2 separate regions of the Anser cygnoides genome follow, and region 2 is linked to region 1. A link is a contact called in public Hi-C data. All regions are on one chromosome and are shown on one strand. The core of a region is the stretch at or near the end of the contact, and the rest is flanking DNA. Distances in the headings are between cores, read along the strand shown.

Region 1 (5,408 bases), core at 1,640-4,139:
CTCTCGGATAAAACTGTAAGCATTGTTTGTTTTATTTTTTTTCTGTGGATGTATCTAAACATCTTTAATGTTTTAATTTGTTCTCATTTTTCTTTTTTTTTTCTTCTTTTTTTTTTCTTCCCTACTCAGCTCTTGCCCCTGTTCTTTGCCTCTGGTTTTGTTGGTGAGGATATCACAGTGATGTCTGCATTCAACCTGCTGCATTTGGTGACAAAGAGCCAGCCAGTGGCCCTGCGAGCCTGTGGGCTTCCCTCAGGTTGAATGGGTGCTGCTTGTTGTGTCATGCGTAATGAAGGCCCTTTTAGGAACCGGTGTCTCTGCTGCAGGAAACAGTGTGCTATGGGTTGCTCTGCTGTGTTTAAATTTGCCTTGGAATCAGAAGTTTGTTTACCTTTTTGTTTGTTTGTTTTGTTTTGTTTTGGTAAAAGTCATTGGCTTGGATGAGGGTTTCCATATCCTAGATATTAGAACGCTTGGCAATGCTGTCCGTCTTCCTTGTCCAATGAATTCTCTTTCTTTTTTTTTTTTATTTGCCTCATTCTTGGCAAAAGCAGTGGAATTAACTGAAGATCAATTCTCTTTAATGCCATTTATAAATTTTTAAAAAAGATACTTAACAGAATTTAGCATATGGATTGCTGTTAAATCTTAAGACTTAAGAATTTTTGCAAAATCTTTGTGCTATAGTTGCACTCAACATGTCCCTTTTTAAGTTATTAGTATGAATTAAATATGTATGCACTGAAAATTATGTACAAGTGCACAGAATTTAAAATGTAATTCTTTCTTTCCTCTGACAGCATATTCTTTAGTTACATGACACTTCTCCAAATAAGTAAATAACTAAATGGTAACACGCAACCTAATGCCCAGATGCAGCTGCACTTCTCGTGTAATGTCCAAAGTCTGCTGTTAGGTCTGTGAAGGCTGCCATAAGACCCCGTCTCTGTAAATTGGTTATACGATTAATACCTTAAACCTAAGTATTTTGTATTTCACTTAGACAAAAACAGTATCTGTAATATCTGCCTAGTAATGTCAGTGTACGTGGGTATGTGAGAGAAAATAAAAGCTACGGTGAGTGAATTTTGGATGTTACTAGGAATTTTCTTGACACCCGAATAAAAAAAGATACAATTCTGGCTGATCAGTATTTGAAACATCAAATAAGAACCAGCTTGGGTGTGTGTACTGCACTCACAACTGTTTCATAAGGGTGCAAAATGTTCTAAGCACTTTTTTCCAGAGCTGTACTTAACAAGCATATGGAGGTGATGTTCTAAAGATTTTTTCAGTGATAAGACATCAGTTTTCAAGCTGATGGATTTTCTAAAGCTGATTACACTTTATTTGAACTAAATCTGAGTCCAATTTTTGCAGCATTTGTGTTCTGTTTTCCCCCACATGTGCACAAAACTCCCATTAACCTAGATAGGAGCTGCAAACACATATTGAGGAAGAGAGAGAATAGCCCACATTGTGTCAGCCTGACCTTTGTTTCCTGTTCTATTTGCTGCTGAGCCAGATTTAAAATCCTAAAAATATAGGATAAGCAAATTTCCTTAGCCCTTGTTATGCACCTTTTGATGTGCGCTCACATCGCCGGTGTCTACCCTAAAAAGGAGGCAGCCGGTCTGCTGGCCATTTTGTCCCTGCTCTGAAAAGGGGATCTCAAAGCTGGTCAGCTAGGAACGGAGCCTGTAGGAGGTTTTTCTATTGTGTACCTGTTTTACTTTGTCAAATAATTTTTCCGGCATAATCCAGGGGTCACATTTTGGAATAAAAAGCTAGTAGCGCTGCTGCTTATTCCTGTCCATTAGATCCATAACTGTGCAAACATTAATAGATAGAGTTCCACTGGCTAACTACTTTTATATATATATATATATATATATATGTATATATGTATTTTCTAAACCAAAATTCATCTGCTAACAGTGGAATAATATACAATCACATATCTCACATATTTTAAGAGTAATCTAAATTCCCCAGCTGCTTATAAATTAATGTAGGCTTGCTTTGCCTTTGGTTTGTTTTTTGTGTGTGGTGTACTGAGGGCGTTACAAGTAAATGGTATAGCATGTATCAGATTAAACATGGGAATGAGATCGAGAGACAACATCTGTTTAAATGCCACAATCCACTGTGACTTCAACTTTTGAGTATACAGAAAACGCCCCAAGTTCTCATGACTTTTTTTCTACCATTACACTGGATTAATGCTTTTCCCGCCATCCATTTCTGTGTGAACTGCAGCTCTGCAACCGTATCATTTCAGGCCACGTATCCTCCGAGTCTGAAATGGTGCAGTTTTGTCTGCTTCTGCCTCTGTGGAAAAATTTGATATGAAAGGAGACTTGCTCATCCTCTGGAACCCCTGTCCCTTTAGTGTAAGGGAGCAAGGTGCTGGCAGGGGTTTCATCCTTGAGCTTAGATATCGAGGCGAAGGCTCTGGCTGAGACAAACACTGCCTAGCTGTGCACTGGGCATCCTAGCACACTTTCACATTCCATGCAGTTAAATATTTACAGGACAAGGACTTCGATGAGAAAGTGTCCTTTCAGTTTCTGTGCTTGTAATGGTACCTCTGACCATCCTGCAGGGAGCAAAATGGTGCCATGTGATGTTTACTTTATATTTAACAAACAGTCATATTGGTAGATCAGAAGCAAGTTAAATGAATGACATGATGTTAAGAAGTATCTTAGAATAGGGGTGACCTTTCTCTTCCTTGAGACACTTTTGCCAGCACGTGTGAGTTATGCTGGACTACTCGTAAACCGAATTAACAGTTGGGACAGAGAAGTGTTCATACTTGCTCTTTCTCCATTTGTATATTAGCACCTGCGGTGTGGACGCATTCTTCCAAATTGTATTTTAAAAATATTTCTTTTCTGAAGTTAGGACTAAACGTTTCAATATGTGCGCAGCCAGCGCATGCTTTGCCCTAAGCGCAGCGCTTTTTTCATCGCAGGCATTGCAAAGGCTGGCCATAGCCCTGCAGGCCCAGCAGATGGCACCAAGCATATGTGGTTTTGCACACCCTGAACTATATGAAAAGCTTCCCATTCAGGAGTCATTCATACCTAAAGTACGCCCTGAGACCTCATGAACATTTAGGAGTATTTTAGGAAAAGAATGAGCATTGGGGAAAATCATGTAAAGCTGTGCTCGTACACAAACTCTGTTCACCTTGCTTTGCGATCTCATTTCCAGCAATGATTGCAGCTCTGTTATTCTTTGTGTGATTTAGAAGTGTCACTTCTTGAGCGATCTGTATTAGAGCTGAATGCTTTAAATTTCTTTGGAAATGTAGGATGCATTCAGCACCTGCCAGGATTTAGTTCACAGAAATTAAATCCCCCCCTTTTTTTTTTTTTAAACACAACAACAAATACAAAATTTTTATTGTAAAAGCTACTTCAGCTGCTTCAGCGCATACCAGCAAGTAACTGATAAAATAATGATTATGCAGATTCCATGTACATATGTTTTCTGTAGCAGACCACCAAGATATAAAGTAAAGAGATACCTTATTTTGCTTTGCTGTGTCTTTTAATTATTATGGATTCTCATTTCTTAAAAAATCTCCTTTATTTCTTTAACACTTTGAATGTTGTGCTGCTTACATCACATTTTTGCATGAGATAATTTGGCTTTGCTTCTCCCGTAGATTGAAGAAAATTATGGTATTTGTAAAATTAAGCAAAAGTAATAATGAAAACATTACATGAGTAGACTTGGTATTTTTTTCCAGGACCTGTATGAAATAATAAAGTCCTAGATAATATTAAATTGTTGTGAAGTGTTTAATTGCTAGTAGGAAACCATGCTTTTCTAGGATTAGATTAAGATACAACACATCTGTATGAAGATGGTGCTGGGCATATGGTGTAAGTCTTTATTAAATAAATATCTATGGTATAGTTTCTCATAATTTGTTTTATTAAACTGTTGTTAATTCCAAGTTTCAGTATAATGTCTTTCCATAAAATTGAAATGAATAGCTTGTGAACAGAAAATTACTGACTCTCAGAACTGGACTTTTAGTAGTAATCTTGTTAACATAAAGGATTACTTTTAGGAGCAGATCTTGCAAACAGCTACATACATGACTTATTCCTATGCGTTTGTCCCTCTGAACTCTCAAACTGCTCATGTCAGTGAAATTATCTGTGCGTGTAGTGTTTGCCAGATCTGGCCTCAACGATGAAAAGTCAAGAAAAGACCTTAGTCTAGTGTGTTCAAAGAGCGTTAGTTGCTTTTAAACTTTGTGTGTTTTAAGCTATATCTGAAAACGTTTCATATTGTATGTTTGTGTGTTCAGAGATGTAATTTCCATAATGAATGTTTTAACTTTCCCATAGCTTTCCGTAATTTGTATCACCAGAGACGTACTATTACAGATGGCTCTTCACATGATCTGAAAGAAAATAAAAGTGAGACTGATATGTTGTATAACAATACCCTCTAGTATGGCTATGGTTAAATGCCTGTCAATGTTTTTGTTATAAATCCCTATTTTCTGGGGTTTATAACTTGAATGTAAAAATTTGCTCTGGGCTTACATGTGTCATACAAGGTCTCAGATGGATGTTCTTGATTCTCAGAACTGGTTGGGGGGCAAAAATCAAAACTCATTTCAATGAAGCTAATTAAATAATAATAATAATTTTAAGAATAGCAAATATCAATTTGGAATTTCTTTTAAACTTAAAATACAGTCTTACAAATTACCTGGTTTACTCCCTCCCGGGGATTATGAGAATTACCAGTTCGATAAATGCTTGAACGTGCACTATGTGAGCACAATAGCAAATAGCATGTAAAGCTGTTCATGTGCCATTAATACATAAATGTGTTTGTATGCCTCTTTTGCTTCTTAGTGGTAATGACCATAGAATGCTGCTTTATCATAATAGAGCATAAAGTTATAGTTTTTGAATGGCTTGAGAATGGTTTAAAAAATTACCTTTGTGTAGCTGTTTGAATGGAACTATATTCAATGTTGGTGTTGCTTAAAAAAAATCTTGTACTTACAAATGTTTATTTTGTACAATAGTATTCAGTCTACAAAATTTTATTTAATATAGTTTAAAACAAAATTTATTTGTAGATATTCCAATGGGAGTGATACTCTTATGATGCCTGATGCTTGCAAAGATTAGAATGATACAGACCAGAAATCTGTTGTTAATGTACCTTTTTTTTTTTTTTACTCCAGGGAGTGTACCCTTTTTTGCCCCCTTTTTAACTCCTCATTCATGCTGGGTTTTGCTCTCCTCCTCATTCTCTCCCTTACCCGGAGGCTCTGCCTGTGCCTCGTCTGGGCAGGGGCTTCTCAGGGGTTCTGTGGTGCTGAGTACCACGGGATGAGAAGTTTCGTGTGCTCCCAGCCCTGTGCA
Region 2 (5,408 bases), core at 2,141-4,640, 140 kb after region 1:
CCACTGCTGAACCATAACTTCCCTGCAAGCTGGTAGCTCACATAGAATCACAGAATCATTTAGGTTGGAAAAGACCTCCAAGATCATCTGGTCCAACCAGCCCCCTACCACCAAAGTCACCCACTGAACCATGTCCCTAAGCACCATGTCCAACCTTTCCTTGAACACCCCCAGGGATGGTGACTCCACTGGGCAACCTGTTCCAATGCCTGACTGCTCTTTCTGAGGAGAAACGTCTCCTAATTTCCAACCTGAACCTCCCCTGGTACAACTTGAGGCCATTCCCTCTAGTCCTATCACTAGTTACCTGTGAGAAGAGGCTGACCCCCGCTCACCACACCTTCCTTTCAGGTAGTTGCAGAGAGCAATAAGGTCTCCCCTGAGCCTCCTCTTCTCCAGACTAAACAACCCCAGTTCCCTCAGCCACTCCTCGTAGGACTTGTGCTCCAGGCCCTTCCCCAGCCTCATAGCCCTTCTCTGAATATGCTCTAGGGCCTCGATGTCCTTCTTGTACTGAGGGGCCCAAAGTTGAACAGTACTCAAGGTGCAGCCTCACCAGGGCAGAGTACAGGGGAACAATCACCTCCCTGGTCCTTCTACTCTATTCCTGATCCAAGCCAGGATGCCGTTGGCCTATTTGGCCACCTGGTCACACTGCCGGCTCATGTTCAGGTGAGCATGGACCAACACCTCCAGATCCTTTTTCTCTGCACAGCTTTCCAGCCACTCTGCCCCAAGCCTGTAGCGCTGCATGGCATTGTTGTGGCCAAAGAGCAGGGCCCGGCACTTAGCCATGTTGAACCCTATCCCATTGGCCTCTGCCCATCGATCCAACCTGTCCAGGTCCCTCTGCAGGGCCTTCCTACCCTCCGGCAGATCAACAGTTCCCCCCAGCTTGGTGTCATCTGCAAACTTACTGAGGGTGCACTCAAATCCCTCGTCCAAATCCTCAATAAAGATATTAAAGAGAATGGGCCCCAACACCGACCCCTGGGGAACACCGCTGATGACCAGTCGCCAGCTGGATTTCAGTCCATTCACCACCACTCTCTGGGCCTGATTCCCCAGTGGTCCCATATACATTGAGTGATTGCATTCAAGATGACCCGCTCCATTACCTTTCCTGGCACTGAGGTCAGGCTGACAGGCCTGTAGTTCCCCAGATCCTCCTTACAACCCTTCTTATAGATGGACATCACATCAGCAAGCCTCCAGTCATTTGGGACCTCTCTGATTGACCATGACCGCTAACAGATGATGAAAAGCATCTTGGCAATCATGCCTGCCAGATCCCTCAGCATCCTCGGGTGGATCCCATCTGGCCTCAAGGACTTGTGACAGTCCAGGCGAAGCAGCAGGTCTCTAACTGCTTCCACCTGAACGGCAGGGGGTTTATTCTCTTTCCTGTCCCAGCCTTTCAGGTCAGGAGGTGGAATACCCCGAGGATAAATGAACTGACTATTAAAAACAGATGTAAAGAAGGCATTGAGAATCTCACCCTTCTCCTTATCTCCAATAGTCATGTTCCCTACCACATCCAGTAAAGGATGGAGGTTCTCCTTGGCCCTCCTTAATAATTTGTAAAAATATATATATATATATATATATCTTTTACCACAGTGGCGAGGTTGAGCTCATGCTGGGCTTTAGCCTTTCTGATTTTCTCTCTCCATATGATAGCAACTTCCTTGTACTCTCCCCAAGTTCCCTGTCCCTTTTTCCACTGGACATAAACTCTCTTTTTCTCTCAGAGACTCAGCAAAAGTTCTCTGTTCAGCCATGCCAGTCTTCTTCCACGTGAGCTCATCTTACGGCACACGGGTACAGCCTGCTCATTTGCCTTTCAGACTTCCTTCTTGAGGGGCGTCCAGCCTTCCTGGTCCCCTCTGCCCTTGGGGACTGCCTCCCAAGGGACCCTCACTACCAGTGTCCTGGACACTTCAAAGTCTGCTCCCCGGAAATCCAAGCAGTTTTACTGACCTCCCTCCTGACTTCACTGAGAGAACTCTACCATTTTGTGGTCACCCTGCCCAAGACAGCTCCCTACCAGCACACCTCCCACCAGTCCTTCTCTGTTCATGAACAGCAGCTCCAGCAGGGCACCCCCTCTGGTAGGCTTACTGACCAGCTGAGTCAGGAAGCTATCTTCCACACTCTCCAGGAACCTTCTAGACTGCTTCCTCAGGGCTGTATTGCATTTCCAGCATATGTCTGGGAAGTTGAAGTCCCCCATGAGAACAAGTGCTGGCGATTGCACGACTTCTGCCAGCTGCTTGTAGAACGCCTCATCCATCTCTTTATCCTGGTTCGGTGGTCTACAGCAAACCCCCACCAAGATGTCTGTCTTGTTGGCTTGGAGGCTGTAGCTTTTTCTACCCACACAGCTTGATACAGAAAAATAATTCTCAGAAGAAGAACCAATACAGTCAGTCCATGGAAAGATGTAGTATGGTCCAGCTTCAGGATGAATATTTCAGCTGTTTTTGTTATAGCTGTGTTCAGAAAACCACTTACCGTGGGAAAAGTGTTGCTTATTTTTCTCCACCATTCCCATAAGTAAAAAAAAAAAAAAAAAAGAGCTGAAGAGAACACTCCCCAATTTTAAAAAGTAATTGCCATCAGGCAGTGACTGAGAATGGAGAATTTCATCCCAAAAGGGATTTTTCAGGTTACAAGTCCATGGAACAAGCAAGTTATGATGGAAAATGTTTGTGAATCTTAACTGAAGTGACCACCGCTGCAACACTTTGTGAGGCATTACACTTTGAAAGATCAAAGAGCAATACAGAGCTGACAATATATTACTGTCTTTTAAAATGGTCTTGTAAGACTTAAAGTTTAACATTTAATGTTGGTCCCTGGGAAAAGAAAAAAAAATTAAAATAACACACAAAATATAATTAAGATAATAAATGAAAGGCCTTTCTTTTCATCATTTCTATAACTACCTTAAATATCTGCTGGAAATGATTATATCAGCACAGGCTGGACTATATTAAAATAATGAAGAGTGAAGTTTTCACTGTGTTCACATTTAATCATCACCTCACAACTTTACATTTTAATGTCTGACCTTAGGATATCCTCTTCCACTATCACATTAAGAATGTTGAAAGGAAACAGGAAGGGCCACAAGGGCTGTAGTTTCCTCAGAAGAACAGTGGCTATCAGCCTAATGGACTCTGAATTTCTCAGACAAAGAGCAGCAGCGGCTCAGCCCACAGTCAGTTATCAAAAGTTCACACAATACGAGCCTTTCCTCTAATTAACAGAGTTGCCTTCAATGAGGGCACTACCTTTTTGCATTATGTTACTGAAAAAGAAAAAAAAAATCAGCTGCATGGTGACTTATTCTATAAATAGCCCAATGAAATGCAGAAGACAAAACAAGGTCCATTCAGTTGCCTTAAAAAAATAGGAAAAAGATACCTGCCAAAATGCTAGGAACTGCATTTGACCCACTGCACCTCCACAGTGATTCAAAGCCTAGACTTGACGTAAACTCCTGAAGTCATTATGCAAGTATTTGGTAGGTTTCTGAATATCATTTCTGTAGGGAGAAGCTAAACATTACTGACTGCAGTGTACAGGTGAAAAGGTAGAGGGGAAGAACCAGAATGGCTTGTCTTCTGTAATGAAATTTATAACATTTCCAGAGGGGCAGGGGGAAAGGAATTGTAATGAATGAAAACAATAAGTGAATTATTAAACAGACTCCTTTCAGCAAACAGGTTGATGTCAAAACTCCGTGTTCATGTGAGGGGTGAACAGAGAGAGGAGTGCTCTCCATCATTGTAAACACCATATAGAGCCAAATAGCTGGGAAACCTTGGATATTGTCTTAAAGCAGTTCCAAATGTGAGAACTGAGTTTGTTTCATACCAACCTAGTTGAAGCCTAGTATCTAATATCACCTAAAACAAATCAGTTTCACATGGTTTTCTCAATGAGAAATAGCTAAGGATCCATCCTGGAAAGAAAAAAAAAAAAAAAAAAAAGAAAAAGAAAAAAAAAGTAAGGAGCAACTTCACTTTCAACAGACCTGGAGCTTGGCTGCCTATGAAAAGTGCAGTGTTAATGCTACTGGATGGTCATGAATTTTTGCAGACAGGAGGAGCTACAGTGTGAACTATGGACCACAGTGCTTGAATCCCGTCATTTTTAAATTGACTTTTCTTTGGTAATATCAGGATGTTTGTACTACATTCAAGGGACTCCCTCTGGTGTATAACTTAACACATGAAATTTCTTGCCTTGTTCTTTACCAAAAAGCCTGTGTACCCTGGCGCATGGAGCTGCTTTTATGGCAGTGCAGAAGGTGTGTGACATGTGTGTTTCTACTACAAATGGAAAGAATGTCTCTGGGCCATGGTGGGCCTGGGAACCAGGGAAACACCAGGTGCTTCCCTGTATGATGTGTATCCGTTAGACCAAAATGGCAAGGGTAATTTCAGGGGTGCCTCTGTGGCCCCACCATCAAAGGTGCTGAGCATCCCTAGCCTCTCTCCTTTAAACAGGACCCTTCTTTGAAAGTGTGAACAAAATTTTATCCTTGAAAATGGGTACTGAGGAACAAACTTGTCCTTCACTCATCATTTTTCCTCACAAAGTTCTTTTCTCTGTCTGTCTCACATCCACTTCCCTAGGAAAAAGAGGGATGCACCATAATAATTTCAGTCCTGTTCATCCCCAACTATCATATGGAATTGCAAAGCAAGTGTGTTGTGGATGAGGGTGGAAAAACATGTAGCCTTGCAATAGAAGCTTTTGCTGTAGTAGGGCAAAGATATGGATGGATGGGCAGTTTGCTTTTGGCATTTCTTCATAGTCAGGTGGTTCAACGCCCAGCTGTTTTCTCTTTTTCTTTTTCTTTCTTTCTTTCTTTCTTTCTTTCTTTCTTTCTTTCTTTCTTTCTTTCTTTCTTTCATTCTTTCTTTCTTTCTTTCTTTCTTTCTTTTTCTTTCTTTTTTCTTTCTTTTTCTTTCCTTCTTTCTTTCTTTCTTTCTTTCTTTCTTTCTTTCTTTCTTTCTTTCTTTCTTTCTTTCTTTCTTTCTTTTTCTTTCTTTCTTTCCTTCTTTCTTTCTTTCTTTCTTTCTTTCTTTCTTTCTTTCTTTCTTTCTTTCTTTCTTTCTTTCTTTCTTTCTTTCTTTCTTTCCTTTTTCCTTCCTTCCTTCCTTCCTTCCTTCCTTCTTTCTTTCCTTATTTCTTTCTTTCCTTATTTTTTTTATTTCTTTCTCTACTTATTTCTTTCCTTATTTCCCAACATCTTTTTCTTTTTTTCCGTTTCTCTTTTTCTTTTTCTTTTTCTTTTTTCTTTTTCTTTTTCTTTTTCTTTTTCTTTTTCTTTTTCTTTTTCTTTTTCTTTTTCTTTTTCTTTTTCTTTTTCTTTTTCTTTTTCTTTTTCTTTT

The links. Hi-C and Micro-C count contacts between places; a contact is called where the count stands out from the background.
Region 2: a Hi-C map of liver shows a contact between it and region 1, with 3 times the contacts expected there. The contact joins two enhancer-like sites. A contact is called at or near these places in 2 of 7 Hi-C or Micro-C datasets (granulosa cells and liver).

What each region holds. Positions count from the first base shown.
Region 1 is chr1:37,321,467-37,326,874 of Taihu_goose_T2T_genome, forward strand. All of the region lies in intron 1 of MSRB3 (methionine sulfoxide reductase B3), which reads left to right. Among named protein-coding and RNA genes, the nearest start is that of MSRB3, 21 kb to the left of the region's middle. Within about 2 kb of position 2,890, at least 2 of the 3 cell types and tissues checked have open chromatin away from gene starts, as enhancers often do. A contact at or near this core is called in liver, where this site is marked.
Region 2 is chr1:37,457,386-37,462,793 of Taihu_goose_T2T_genome, forward strand. No RefSeq gene overlaps it. Among named protein-coding and RNA genes, the nearest start is that of HMGA2, 77 kb to the right of the region's middle. Within about 2 kb of position 3,391, at least 1 of the 3 cell types and tissues checked has open chromatin away from gene starts, as enhancers often do. A contact at or near this core is called in liver, where this site is marked.